Regions from separate parts of the Mus musculus genome. Here region 2 is linked to region 1. Evidence: chromatin contacts called from public Hi-C data. All regions are on one chromosome and are shown on one strand. The core of a region is the stretch at or near the end of the contact, and the rest is flanking DNA. Distances in the headings are between cores, read along the strand shown.

Region 1 (7,444 bases), core at 1,728-4,227:
TGTCACATTGCCTATCCCTGTGAGACTGGCCTGATGATCCCCACGGCTGTAACAACATAGAAGCTGTCCACTGATGTCTTAACAACAGCAAAGTCTGCTCATACTTATGGTTGGCAGTGATCAAATACTGCGGCTGTGGAAGTCCACATATGAAGTCCACTGTCCTTGGGAGCACTGAAAATTCTGCTCATCTCTGCTGTGTACTCTTTATTGTCTCTGAGGGGGTGAAAATGAGGCAGAGGTCAAAGGATTATAGTAGTGCATTAGTTTTCAAGTGAGATACTCTGACACACACACACACACACACACACACACACACACACACACGTGTCCCTTCATGTCTCTTCTTTGGTTTCTCACTGACATGAAGCTTTGCAAAGCCCCATATTTCCATTATGCGCTGGCTCACCATTGGCTCAGAAAAAAAAAATGGAGCCAGATAATTATGAACCACAACCTCTGAGTACCTAGGCAAAACTAAATTTTCTTCTTTTAAATGGTTTCTCTCAGGTCTTTGTCATAAAGACTAAAAGTTTTGAATGAACCCCTACCCGTGAAATGCCTAATTGCTTGAGTTGTCTCTATTTTTCATATGCATAGAAAATTGCCAATACTGTTTGTAGATGATTAAGATGAGGGATCAAGACAAAACTAAGGATGGAGACTGTGTCAGGTCATCAGGTTCTAAATAAACATGGACAAACCACTAGCGTTCGCTGTTATTTTCTCAGCTGAGGTTTACGTAAAGCACTTGGTAATTATTTGTCAAACATGTACACAGCGTATACCCGTCCATCTCCTCTACTTACACAATATATCTGATATGGCTTTGTAACTTTCCTACCATTACTCTTCTGTAAAACTACAGTATTATAGCCGCAGTGCGAACAGAACAATCACAGTTTTTACTTGAATTTTATGGAGTTGAGCTCACAATTGCTTGTTAATTCACCTTTCCATTTCCCCTTTCCAGTTATTACCAGAAAGTCCTATCAACGTATTGGTTCTCACAAAATAACTCCTGTATTGCGTTTCCTTGGAGTGAAAGGTATGTAATTTTCAAAGATTTGTGCTATATTCTTGCTGGGTATGCTCTGCTTGTTCTGTCTCTGCACTACTGATATATTCTGCGGCTGACTTCTGCTTTGATGGCTAACTAAATGAAAAAAATTTCCAAGATCTCAGTTTATCCAGAAAGTGCAGCCACTTGCTCTCCACTGTAGGTCTCGTGTTTGCAGTGGTTTCAACTATACAATGTTAGCGGATACTCTTCTCTGCTTGTGCTACATTCATAGTTTCATTATGGATCCTGGAGGGATGAGGCTACACACTCCAAGTTTCAGTCTCGAGAGTCTTTTGGCTTTGTCCCAGAGCTTAGTGTTCCTGTACAGTAGACTCTGTTCTTTCCAAGAGAGAGAGAAAAAAAAATAGATTCAGCAATAGTCTCTTTGTGCATCATGCAAACAGACTTACTGGTTTTGCATTTATTCGTTATCTTAGTGTACCTGGGCATTTCTTGAAAGTAGGGTCAGTTTGTTCTCAACCTTACAAACCTAATCTATATGAAGATGAATAAACTAATAACTGTCCTATTACTTTGTGGTCCTGTGTCCCATTAACTTTCTTTATAAATTAGGTAATGGAAAGATAGATATATTGCTAGCTTCAAAAGTGGCTGTTTTAAGGACTGAAGATGTGACGTTTTGATAGAATATTTCTGTAGAATAGGTAAGAGCGTGGGTTTAGTCTCTAGTAGTACAAAGAGAAATCAACAGGTTTTAGTCTTGAAGGAGAGAAAGGGGCAGGACAGGTTTTCCAACAAAGTCCCTGTTTCTCTGGCAGGGGATGATGAATTGCGCTCCAGTTATCTGTTGCTTTCTTGGAAGAATTCAGAACACTGTGTTTACAGTAGTCCCTAATGTCTACTATTACCCTCTTAAAACTGGGTAATGGATTGATGGATTGGGAACCAAATGCATGCAGATAAAACAAGCCTGGAGTTATTGAAGTGAAAGATGTTTGGAAGAATTTTATTCTTCCTGAGTTGTTTTGAAGGTGTGAGATGTTGCTGTTAGACATTTACAGCTTTAAATAAAACATTAAACATAAAAATAAAAAACATACAAATAAATAAATAAAACATAAACATAAAACATAAAACTTTAACTTTAAATAAAACATTAGTTACCCTGGAAGAGTGAGGGTCTTTAAGCATTTTCTTATTTGAGCTCACTAACAGGAAACTGAAGGCATGAAAATATTCTTAAAGAAGTAGCTGGCAGGGGAAAAAAAGGATGGGACAGTGGTTTAGAAGCTTTTAAGTGTCTTAAAAATGAGCTCTGAGAAATCAAAGGAAAGAATTATGTACCTAGTGATCTATCTATTCATTTCTGAGGGTTCCCACGCTTATAAAGAAATATAACAGAGAGGGAATTAGTTAAGTGACTGGGTTCACTGATAGTCACCTAGCTCATCGATCAATTTTGCAGTACAAGGAAAAATGTTTAATGAAATACCTGAGCAATAGAATTGCAGACAAAAAGCACACACTTGACTAGACAGCAAACTTAACAGAGAAAAGAGATCAGAAAGTATGGGATTAGCCATAGCAAGAAACCTGAGCATCTGCTTGTTAACATGTGCAGAACCATCCCTCACTTGCTCCAAGTTTCTCTGGTGGAGATCCTTAATTGTTATGATCATCTGAGCCATGCTTACTTGATTTCATCCAAATGTGCTTTCAGAATTACAGAAGTTGTCTCTTTCTCACACTTGGCCAGGCTTCTTGCTATTCAAACTATCAGACCTGACATTTGGTTCCTGCCATACACAAAGCTTGAGATGACAGGGAAATTGTTTTCTGGGAACCATCTCTCATTCCTGCTGCTGATGAATTGCCAAGCCCTTCTGAGAACACAACCCATCAGTCCTTTGAAACAGAGCGTCAGATAACGTAGTCACGCTCAGCTGATTCTCCAACAGATAAATGGTGAACTTCACCGAAGCTACCTGCCCACAAGTCTTTTGAGCTGAAAACAGTCGAGTCTCAGATAACAAAGGAACTTGATGACTTTTAGCATAGTCATGGTTTTCCTTGGCCCACACATAGACAGTGGTGATTTCTGGGTCTTTTAAAGCATTTTATTTGCATATCTCATCTTTAGTAACTCATGCTCGAACCACAGAAATGGTTAGAGGATCCATGATGCTAGACACACACGACATGTTCAAGAAATATTAGAGGGACCAAGGAAAGGGAGAGCTAGACTTTGTTATGTGTAACTGGCCATTGGTAGCACTGCTGCCTTTGATATGCCCCCCAAGAAGTATTTTATATGCTCAGAGCTCAATTAATTGATACATAAGTATGGTCCTCCTCAAGCATAGAGGTTCATTATGCCAATGTTTGTATCTTTCCATTTTTTTTACTGTGGCTTGCAAACATTAAAAATAAACGCCCAAATAAGCTAAGACTAGGGAATGAGATATTGACTATGACCCAAGATTCTAGCATAGCTAGTCACCGACAGACTAGCCTGGGGACTGGATTGTGTTAGGTGACATGCATAGATTAATTTTTCTAGATTCTTTGCTAGAATAGAGTACGGCAAAATGTTCTCATTTTGTAAGGAAGGCAGTGTTTTAGATATGATTTAATTATCCGGTAGTAAGGACCTTGCAAAAGAGACTTAAAGGACTTTTAGTCACCTTCAAGGTGACCTCCATCATCTTGCAGACGTGAGCTTCAACTGATATGCTATTTTGATTTTGTGTTTTAAATCAGGGCTGATGATTTTGACAATAGTAATAATAATATGAGCACTAATAGGGTTAATACTTATTGAAAGTTTACAACATGCTGGGGATCACTGATAATTTTTTGACATCTATTTTTTAATTCAATGCCTACAACAATCAACCTGCCGGATAACTGCTTATTACAATGAGGAAGCTGTGGCTTAGAGTTAAGTAAATTGCCCAAGGCCACAGAGCTTGTTAACCGGCAGATCTACACTGGATTTTAGAAGTAGGTTGTGCTGGTGCAGATCAGTCAAAGCAGAAAGACTGATAGTAATTTTAGGATTTAAATAGGTTCAATGCAAGCAGAGCAGACAAATAACTAACTACAATTCATAGTTTTCTGCACATGTCTGTTGTTTTAATTGCATTCAAACCTTTTGATCAAGGGTTTGCAAATTATGGCCTCTGACTTCAATCTTATCTACCACCTGTTTTTATATGGATTGTGAGCTAAGAATGATTTGTTTGCTTTTAAATGGTTGAAAAAATTGAAATCATATTTTGTGGGTATGTGAAAAAAATATGAACTTCATACCCTCATGTCTATAAATAGGTGTTAATAGACTAGTGTTAAAATATTATCTACCCTGGTCCTTGGACTACAGTGGTAGAGTTCAATAGTTGTGACAGGAATTTGGTGGTAAGCAAAGCCTAAAATATATATTGTGTGGTTCTTTTCATAAAAAGCTTATGAGGAGACAAAGGTGATACTACATACCTGTAATCCCAGAACTTAGGATATGAATATAGAAAGGTCATCCTTAGCTATCTCATGAGTTCTAGGATATCCTGGATCATAAGAATTCTTGTTTCAAAACAAAAACCAAAACAAAAAAAATCTGAAAGTCAAAAAGATAAAGAAAAATCAAAATCATAACAGCTCTTCCTTTTAACTTTCTGTAGCAAAGTGGTGGGAAGAAAGATTTTAAAAGCAGATTGAATTATACATTTAGTTTTCCTCACTTTTATATACAATTGGAAAATGCTATTTAACTGTTATGTACCTCAGTTTCAACATATGAACAATGGTGACAATTGTACTAGCCTCAAAGAACTAGAGTAAAAAGTGCTAATATATCAAGAACAATGCCTGACATGTGGTTAGAGTTACCATTGTCCTTATCATGATAAATTTTTATGAGATAGGTATTAATCACTTTTGTTAACATCCTGTAGCTCCATTGCAGATGAGTTCAGTTAGAGATGGTGAGACTCTTGTTGACCTACATTGCCTCTTTGCTTATCAGAACTGGAATGGTTTCCTTGCCTCCTCTTGCCTTAGGTCAGAAGCAACAAGTCACCAACAGCTAATCCACACACCCATCTACTCAAGTACTACTGGTTCTGTCTTCACTGTCATTGGCCTTGGGCTCCCTTGGCTGGTATAACTGCTTGGGTGGGTGTGGGAAAACCCTGTGGACTTGGGAACTGAGGCAAGACATGAAGGCTCACAGGCTTACCATGGGTGGAAAGATGATATTGAAGCCAATGGCTGTTTTGGGAGTGAGTGGGATAAGCAGCTGCTTCTTTTAAGTGGCTTTAAGAATCTCATTCAGCATCCAGAACATGTTAGCTCCACTGAGAAAGGTTTGTGACTTTAAATATATGATGGGTATACATGTGGAGTGGGGTAAATGGACAGTGGGTAGAAGAGAGAAACACACTGCAAACTCCAGGGTGTTTATTTTAGCATGGCAGAGATCAGCTCCAGTCAATGATGACATAGTGTGCTATGAAGAGACTGAGTTGTTGTGGGGCTGGCATTAGTTGTTTTTCTTTTAGTTCCCTGAGATGGGAGCCTTTCTAGAATGTTCTGGCTATTGCAGTGTGAGAATTTGCTGTAACTATTTTAGAGTAGTAAATAACTTGTAAAGTAATTGAATCACTTATGACTTCAAGATAGTAATGTGACTTTCTGCTTTATCACTCCAAACCCACGATACACCTATTCCTTGATTTGTTCTTGTCTCCGTTTTTCTGCTTCGTGTGCATGTGTCTTTGACCGGTCAGAATCGCCAACTTTACATCTACTTACATGACTTATTTCAAATGCAACTTCAACCTTCTGTAACTTCAAGGTCATCTATCTTTAAACTTTAAGGAGAAGATGTATGTGGAGGTTACTGTGATCTAATGTGTGGATTCCAGAATCACACCTCATTTAGTCAATTCATAGCTTTTTGATCTTGACCCAGTACATCCATTTTGTGTCTTATGCTCCTCATCTGTAAAATAGTAATTGGGAATATTGCCTTCTAAAAATTGTCAAGGGAACTGAGTAGATGGTTCACAATCCTCATTATTATCAGTCAGCTTGGTGGGTGTGGTTGCCAAGTCCAAGGAGATATTGCTGCTTAGGACTGTGTATACTACTATACTGAATCCCAAGGATTGGCTTCTGAGAGAGGTATTATCCTACCAGATGGAAATTGATTAATTTGCTTAATGTCACACTGCAAAATGACAGGTCATGGATTTCATGCAGGCTCATTAACTGCAGATCTCATGCACTTTCAATTCTCAGATTCATTGATTCTATACTCACACTATACTTAATCATGCAAATTAGGTTAAATTTTTGCATAACTAATAAGTTAGCATTCGACACTTGAATAGTTTCATGTAAAATACGTTTCCTTTTGCACTCATCTTGTTAAGGAATCAAAATGTGAAGTTAAAATGCACAGCTGGCTATAGTACTTTTAAGGCTAATTTTGAAGGAAAATACTTTCCTTACAGTGAGATGCTAAACAGAAAGGTGTCAATATTGTATTTCATATTTCACTCTGTGAATGCCAAGCAAGTAGACCTTATATAATCTTGGGACTCAGGGTGAGTATGTGCTGGTGGGACATGGAATTGTGTGGTAGTAGGGGTGGGAGTGAGAAAATATAATTAAGTGTTACCAGAGGGGAAAGTTGAACTGGGCGGAGGCTTAGAATGATTCACTGGATCTTTGACTCAGGTGACTTAATGAGTTTCTGCCATGCCTTCTGATAAACACTTGGCTAAAGAGATTGTGCATTGCCCAGGGTTTAATCATCCTGCCTCTTGATTATCTTTCAGAAGAAATGAAGCTGTTTTGTAAAATGGTGATTCAAGGATAGAAAAATAAAAGAGGAGCAGCTCGACTTGATACGGTTTAGAATTTCACATGATATGGGCTTTACATGATGAACCTATCCAAGAATATGTGTATACACACACACACACACACACACACACACACACACACACACACCACACACACACACACACAGAAGCTAAAATTAACTTAAAATAGGATGAAACAACTCAAAATCATGGGAAAATGATGAATCTCAAAGGAATAGACTCTGATAGAAAATAGCCCAAAGTAAACAACCACATAGAGATTTGACCAATAATGCAATTCCTTTCCATGAACAGAATGCATCCAACAAACATTTGTGACTTCTCAACAGAGCAGTTTTTTTTGGAAAGATTCATTTAATTAAAAATGATGTGTAAGTGTGTGTGTATCATTGTGGGAATATATGTGTGTTTGTGGGAGTTTGTACATAGAGGCTAGGGGCACTCAATTGCCCCTCCCCATGGAGTTGTTGGACTTACAGCCAGTTTCAAAGAATCTGAGAATTGAAGTTGGGTCCTCTGCCAGAGTAAC
Region 2 (7,444 bases), core at 2,095-4,594, 640 kb before region 1:
GCTGACCTAGGATTTGCTCTGTAGGCCAGGCTAGCCTTGAGCTTAGAGATCTGCTTGCCTCTGCCTCCTGAGTACTGGGATTAAAGGTGTGTGTCACTATGCCTAGCTCATCTTCTTTTTTCCTTATATATTAACTTGTGTGTGTGTACATGAGTGTGGTGCCCACAGAAGCCAGCCCTGTAGAGCTAGAGTTAGAGGCAGTTATGAGCCACGTGCTGTGGCTGATCAGAATTGAATTCAGGTCCTCTGCAAGAGTAGTGTGTGTTCTTTTGTGGTCTTAACCACTGCACAATCTCTTCAGTTACTTGTCTTTGCTCTTGATGGAATGACTTTAAACTATCCTCATTTGACAAGGAAACAGGAAGGAATTGGTTGCTAACTGTACAGTATTGTGTACCTTGGTGAATGATGATGGCACTTTATTCTCTTCATTTAGGGACTTTTGGTTTTTTACCTCCCTCCACCAGGGTGTACTCATCTATTTGTTTGTTTGTTTGTTTTTTCTATTTTATTGACTGTTTCACACCTAGCACTTATAACACAGTGCTTAATATATACAAAATGTCTTTTGGGCAAGTTACTCTTCTTTAGAGAATGTATTATTTCATGATAATTATTATGCTTAGTGACATAGCATTTCTGGCTTTTAAACTGTATGTTATATATTTTATCTTATGTGTGTGAATGTTTTGTATGCACTCCATGGGTGTGCTTGATAGCCTCCGAGGACAGAAGACGTTGTCAGGTCCCATGGAACTGGAATTACTAATTATGAGCCCCATGTTAGTGCTGGCAACTAAAGCCAGGTCCTCTGCAAGAGCAGCAAGGACTTCTCAGCTCCCAGCACCGCCCCAGCCCCTGGGAGTCTTCCTGTTTTATGTCTTCCAAACCATGGAACAATAAATGTGATTACTCATGGTCACTGTAGAGACTGGACTTCACTCTAACATTTTCTTTAAAGCAATGATTCTTGAAGTTTTAAATGATTTTATAATCTATGATATGTTTAAAAAAACCAAACATGAGTTTACTATCTTTCAAAGTAATTGGTAATTCAGGAACAGGAGACGGCGGTCTAGTCTTCCCATTTCCAGCTCTGTGCTTAGGTGGTGCAGTGAATGCGCACTGTTGCCCTAGGAATTTTAAACGTAGTGGAAAGCACACCGGCTTAATGTCTTGCCAGACAATGTGTGCTGCTCATTCATTCACCATGGTTTTAGCATCATTATTGGATGATGTCATATCTTTTCTAAACTAGAGTTTTAGTCATTGGTATGATTAAAAAGTAAGAGGTACGTAAAATCTACTGAAAAACAGGAAACAGGAGTGGCTGGTCCAATTAGCAACGTTTTAAATATTTGCACATATGTCGTTTAAACAGTGATCAACTCTTATTACATGAATTCTGAATTGTTAGTCTATAACTACTTAACCAATAGAATCACTTTTGTGGCCTGAGACAGTAAGGGCACTGTGAACTGAAAAGCTTCACTACCACTTGGTTTCCTCAGTAAGTGGTAATAGCATCCTCAACAGGAACATTTAGGTGTTGGGGAGCAAAATGAGATCTTCCATAACAAACATAAGGGTTTAGGCTGAGATTGCTGTCAGTCATAGATTCTGGGAGTCTTTGAACTATGCATATTTATTAAGCCTTAGTTTAAGAAAATCTATGTTTAGTGAGCTTTATTTAAGAAGTTCTACTTTAGAACTGTTTTAGAATTCTTTACAGTAGCAAACATAGAAGCCATATAACTCTCAAGATTCCACCCTTTAGAAAGGATTTTTTCCTTTGTTGAGGACCCAGGTTTTATGTACCAGGTAGACAATGCCAGATTCAGTGTTTGTTCATCGAGATAGATAGGGTCTCTCTATGACACCCTGGCTGTCCTGGAGCTCTCTGGGCAGACCAAGCTGGCCTCAAACACACAGAGATCCTCCTGCCTTTGCCTCTGCTGGGATTAGAGGCCTGTGCCACTATGCCTGGCAGATTTAGTATTTTAAATGTGCAGGGTCATACACACACACACACACACACACACACACACACACACACACACACACGCACACAGTCTGTCTTGAAACCAGCCTTACAGCTTTAGGGCCAAGGCCAAGGCTCTCCTGTGGGTTACATTGCTCCCAAGTCATAACCACTGCTGCCCTCCAAAAGTAACAGAGTAGCTACACTTGCTGTTTAAAGCTTTATGTGCTCTTACATAAAGTGGTTTTTGTTGCCTGTCCCAATAGTTCTTAAGTGTGTAGCTCTCATATTGCTTAGTGTGGAGGTTAGCAGAATGGTCAGTCTTGTGCATTCTGAACTAGTAAGCTCAAACATCCTTAATGGGAATAAAGCCTGCCAGCCTTTGTCTATGTGGGTCTCAGCTGCAGGCCCTTTAGCAGCAGGAGCCTTGTCATATTTGGTCTGTGTTCCCAGACAGCACCATGGACATGGGCTTCTTGCTATGTCAGGATGCTGCAGGCTAACTGTGTGTGCTCCTGACTTAGATCTACAGTTGTCCACTTCTCAGAACAGTCTTGGCTTTTATAAAGCTTCTATGGGGAGAGATGTCTGTGTTGGGGGTTATTCTTTTCCTTTACCACCTCATAGACACCCCAGTACTGCCTATAAAGATCCACTGTTTCTGTAAGAAGTCAGGTGTCTTTGGAGTGATATGTCATGGGTCTAAATATTGATATTGTTTTGTGAGATGGGTATCTTTCTTTTTTAATTTCAAGACTGTATTTGGTTTTCAGCAGTTCAACTGTGGTTTCATCCTTTTATGCTTGAGAAGTGTACTTTTTCTTCTCTAGTCTGTCATCTTTGTGAGACCTCAGCTAAACATATGTTAAACTTCACTTTTTAAGATTTATTTTTAACTATGTATATGTGTCTGTGCAGCCATATGTGCACATGAGTGCAGGTGCCTGTGCAGGCCAACGGCTTCAGATCTCCTGAACCTGGAGTCATGGACAGTTGTGAGGCACACGATGTGGTTTCTAGAACCAAACCCAGCTTCTCTGCAAGAGCAGTACACACTCTTACCTGTTGAAGCGCCTCGGCAGCCCCAGGGTTAGACTCGTGCTTTGTTTGCTTTGAGACAGCGAGAACCTGAGACAGGAGAACCTCTTTTGGTTGTCTGAGTTGGACTCTGACTGCCTTTTTTCTTTGGCAGGCTTTGTTAGCATTTCTCCCTATAACTACTAAGTCCTAGTTATGCTCCTGGCATTAATGTTAGTCTATAGAAGAGTCTGAGTTTTGTTGCACTTTACTGATGAGTGTTGATTTTGCTTCTGTTGGTTGCTTATGGCAGCAGGAAGTTAGTTTGGCTGAACTCAGACTGGCAGCTGTGCGTCCCAGGCTGAGCAGCAGCTGAAGTCTGTTGCTTCGGCGTCACTGTGGGTGCTCCTCTTACTACTTCTGAGGTAGGTTATCATAATGTAGTGCAGACTGGCCTTCTGGCCATGGTTGTCAGATCTCAGCTCCTGGACTTTGGGGTTGCAGGTGTGTCACACCTGGCGCTTGCTTGGGATCCTGCCTTTTTAGCCTTGATTGACATATACCTGGTATGGAATAAATCCCATGTGTTTCAAGTCTGCATTTTGATAAGTTTTGAGATGTGTCAGTACTTCTGAAACCATTTTCACAGACAAATGAGAAAATATCCACCTCCCCAGGAGTCTCATCTCCCCTCTCCCCAGTTCTGTCTCCAGATAATCGCTGGCCTGTTTCCATCATAGAAAATGTCTTTTGTTTCTTCCCACTCACTCAATTATATTGAGATTCATCCATATCATTGCTAATTTCTATACTCCGGCCTTTATTGAGGAGTAGCAATTATATATATATATATATATATATATATATATATATACACACATACATATACACACACCATAGCTTATTTACCCACTCACCTGTTAATGGACATTCCAGTTGTCTCTTGTTTTACAGTTTCTGATAAAGTTACAGTGAGCATTTGTGCTTTCATTTATCTCAGATAAATACCCAGGGAAGGCTGAGAGAGATAAACTTTTTAATCTCTGATCTTGGGATCAGATATTGTCTATGAAAATGCAGAGAGCTCTGCAGGCCCACTTCTTAGCTTACGAGTAGGCCAGCTCTTTAGGCTCATTGTAGCTTTGCCATGAGGCCCTTGTCTTTCCACATCAGTCTTTGGTCAGGCTCCTGACTTGTGCAGAAAAGACTGTAGGGAGTTTGGGGACTGCATAGAGTCTCTAGGTCACTTTGGAGGAATTCCTGTTGTGGCACTGTTGAACCTTCCAGTTCATGAGCATGATTTAGTTCTTCCTTCCTAACTCACTTGGTTTTCCTTAGCATTGTGCAGTAGTTTTCAGTGTGCCTCTTATGCATAATTTATTAACTTACCCATACATATTTTATATTTAATGCTACATGACCTGGGTTTTATTTAATTATGTACTTGGCTTAAGAGCCAATTTAAGTTCAAAAAGCAAAATTGATCTGAACATACAGAAAGTTTGGCATGCCCACTGTATCTCCATCCACAGCCCCTGCCACGGACACACTAACTGAGGGTGTACTGAGGAGCACACTGTCAGCTTGCTATTGCTCCAGCTCTGCTCTTTACTTAGGGCTCACCCTTGCTCTGCAGGTTTTCTATTTTGACAAAACATAATACCACCATAATTGTTTAAATCAGAATTTATATGTAGAGGCCAGGATGCCCCACTCCTGGTCCACTCTCTCCCACTCCCCGTCTATCTCCTTTGTAGAGTTTGGTTGTCAGTCTCAGGCTCCATCCTGAGTCCACAGGAGAGTAGCAGTGCAGGTTTTTCTTTATGTCCAGGGACTTCACAAAGCCCAGGTCAGAGTCTGCCCTTAGACGGAAGGCCCAAAAGATGAGCTTCTCCTCAGTGCTGACCTCTCTTCTCAACTGTAACTGTCTTTCAAGTCTGCTTGCTCTTCCTTGCTTTCTAGAACCTTCACATACTTGTTTTCATTGTTTTATCCAAAGTTCCTATCTATTACCCAAGGAAGGCTCTCTCTGATATTAAATTTACACTTTGTAGAAACTAGACTCTGACAAGTTTTCAGACTTGTGTTTCAGGACCCTACCTACTCTGGTCCTGGGCCACTGATGGCCACTGGTTTAAGCCTTGTTTCTAAGCCTGTTCCCCTGGCATATAACTTACCCTTTTAGCTCTTTAAATAATCAAAGGAGTTTGTTGTTTGTTTTCCCTTTCTGGAAGTCTAAAGAGTTCATCAGAATATCTTGGTATCAGTTGCTCAGAGCTGCACTGTGTGGCAGTGTCCTTTAGGGATAGGTGGTTCACCTTGCATCGGATTGACTGCTCTTGGTTTGGCTTACTTTGGGCTCCTGCTTTCCACCACGCTGGGGCCTTCTTGCTTTTCTTCACTATTTGTCACCTCATGGGATTCTCATGACTCTGAGGCTTAGACTTTTACTTCTTTTTGCCCTCTGTATTGCAGACCTGACCTTTATGTGCTGTTGTGTTACTTTGTAGTTGAGTCTTTGTTTCCAGAGTATCTGCTTTGTTCATTTTTTAGACTTACTTATTTTATGTTTATGAGTGTTTTGCCTGTATATATGTATGTGTGCCATGTGCCCAGAGAGGTCAGAGGAGGATCTCAGAACTCATGCAACTTAAGTCGCCATGTGGGTGCTGGAAACAGAACAAGCACTTTTAACCTCCCAGCCAGCTTTCCAGCCCCTCGTTGTAGATTTTTTTAAAATATCACTTTTTTAAAAAAAATATCATTTTGTGCATGTTTAAATTTAGAGATTTCAGATGTGATCCTTTAAGAAAAAAGGTAGATAATTAGGAGGTAGAAAAAGTGGCTTGGACTACTATACAAGTAATAATGTAATAGTGAAAATATACACAAACGTGCATGTCTCTCTCTCTCTCTCTCCCTCTCTCTCTCTCTGTCCATCTCTCTCCGTCTGTCTGTCCATCTGTCTCTCTCTGTCTTTTAAGAGCCTGTGGAAAGAAACATAACTATGGACTTCTCTGGAGAGGAAACAGTAGCATTCTAATCCATGATCACCTTGCTCCTTGCCTTTTGTAATCCATCATTCCTTTAAGTATGAAAATCTCATCACTCACTTCTTTTAAGTTCTGGTCATTTTCAGGAAAGTATATCCTTGTAAAAAATTAATTTCTGATCCTCGGGATATGGGAATATTCTATTTTATCTCTATTATAATTCTCTGATACTTTCAGAATTCATTCTTTGTTTCTTCTGGTTTTCCTACCACTGACAATGTAGAATATAATGTCTTTACATGTGCATTCCAGCCTAATGAAGGATGCTTTTAGTAGCTCATTACAAAATAAGAGATTAGATGTAAGTTTCCTTTTTCTCTTGGTTCCCTTTATAAAATTGAAAACACCACCATTAATAAGATATGAAGACCTACGGTTGGAAAGTTGGGTGGTAACTCTTAACCTAACTCTTGAACGTTTGCAGCCCTCACTAGGCTGTGAGCTGCTGAACTTGACATCCTTCTGTCTGTCTGCTTCAGTCTCCCAGTTTTCACAGCCTTGAATGTCTCAGCAGGCCTTGCCCTTAGTCTTTAAACTCAGCCTGATAGTTTCCTGCTGTGGCCACTTTGTTCTTCAGAATGTTTTCAAGGTTTTCCCTTCTTAAAGTCAGTTTCATCTTGAGCTGATTTGAAGATAAAGTTTCTGCAGCAGAAGTTTGTAGGTCCCTCTGATAGAATTAACCTACTTATTATAGGTAAATAATAAATAAATAAATAAATAAATAAATAAATAAATAACAGGAAGTCTTCTATAGTCTAGTCAGCTAATAGTGAAGTCGTAATTATTTAAGATCAGTTGTTTAATATGCTAGTTCAGAAACACTGGTTTGTATTTTTGGTTGTTGGTTGGTGTGTTTTTAGTTTTGGTTGGTTGGTTGGTGTTTTGTTTTGGTTTGGTTTTTTTCATGGCAGGGTTTCTCTGTGTATCCTTGTAGACCAGGGTGGTCTGGAACTCAGCTATCATCGTGGCTCTGCCTCTTGAGTGCTGTGCCACCACTGCCCAGCCATAAGCAGTATTTCTTAATGCCCTCCCTATCTGATAGTGTAAGATTCAAAGCTTTGATAAATGTCACGGAGAGGATTGTATTGTGATTTCCTACAAACATCTAGATTTGTTGTTCCAGCTATAGCTCCATGGTTATTTTGTTAGTAATAGCTGTTACCATCACCAACTGTGTGTGGCTAGAAAGGGTGTTCTTGTGGAACAGGTTTTTGTGTTAAAGAAATATTTCTAGTTACAAGAGATAATAAGTAAAGTCATATATTGTCTCTGCTCTGAATTGGTTTCAATAATTTGTTGTTGAAGACCTGTTGTTAATGAGTTGGGTGGTGACTTTTATGGCATGCCAAGAAAAATATTCATACATTTAATTGGAGATCTTAGTTTCTTTAGC

The links. A called contact is a pair of places that touch in the nucleus more often than the background predicts.
Region 2: a contact with region 1 is called in a Hi-C map of group 2 innate lymphoid cells, with 5 times the contacts expected there. The contact joins two enhancer-like sites. A contact is called at or near these places in 5 of 484 Hi-C or Micro-C datasets (the HPC-7 cell line, epidermal suprabasal cells, group 2 innate lymphoid cells and 1 more) and 1 of 115 datasets of contacts at active chromatin or transcription factors (astrocytes).

The regions. Positions count from the first base shown.
Region 1 is chr2:9,373,709-9,381,152 of GRCm38.p6, reverse strand. The region is part of intron 1 of Gm13219 (predicted gene 13219); the gene reads right to left. Among named protein-coding and RNA genes, the nearest start is that of Gm13219, 25 kb to the right of the region's middle. Within about 2 kb of position 2,977, at least 7 of the 459 cell types and tissues checked have an H3K27ac peak or open chromatin away from gene starts, as enhancers often do. A contact at or near this core is called in group 2 innate lymphoid cells, where this site is marked.
Region 2 is chr2:10,011,056-10,018,499 of GRCm38.p6, reverse strand. All of the region lies in intron 2 of Taf3 (TATA-box binding protein associated factor 3), which reads left to right. Among named protein-coding and RNA genes, the nearest start is that of Taf3, 34 kb to the left of the region's middle. Within about 2 kb of position 3,344, at least 28 of the 459 cell types and tissues checked have an H3K27ac peak or open chromatin away from gene starts, as enhancers often do. A contact at or near this core is called in group 2 innate lymphoid cells, where this site is marked.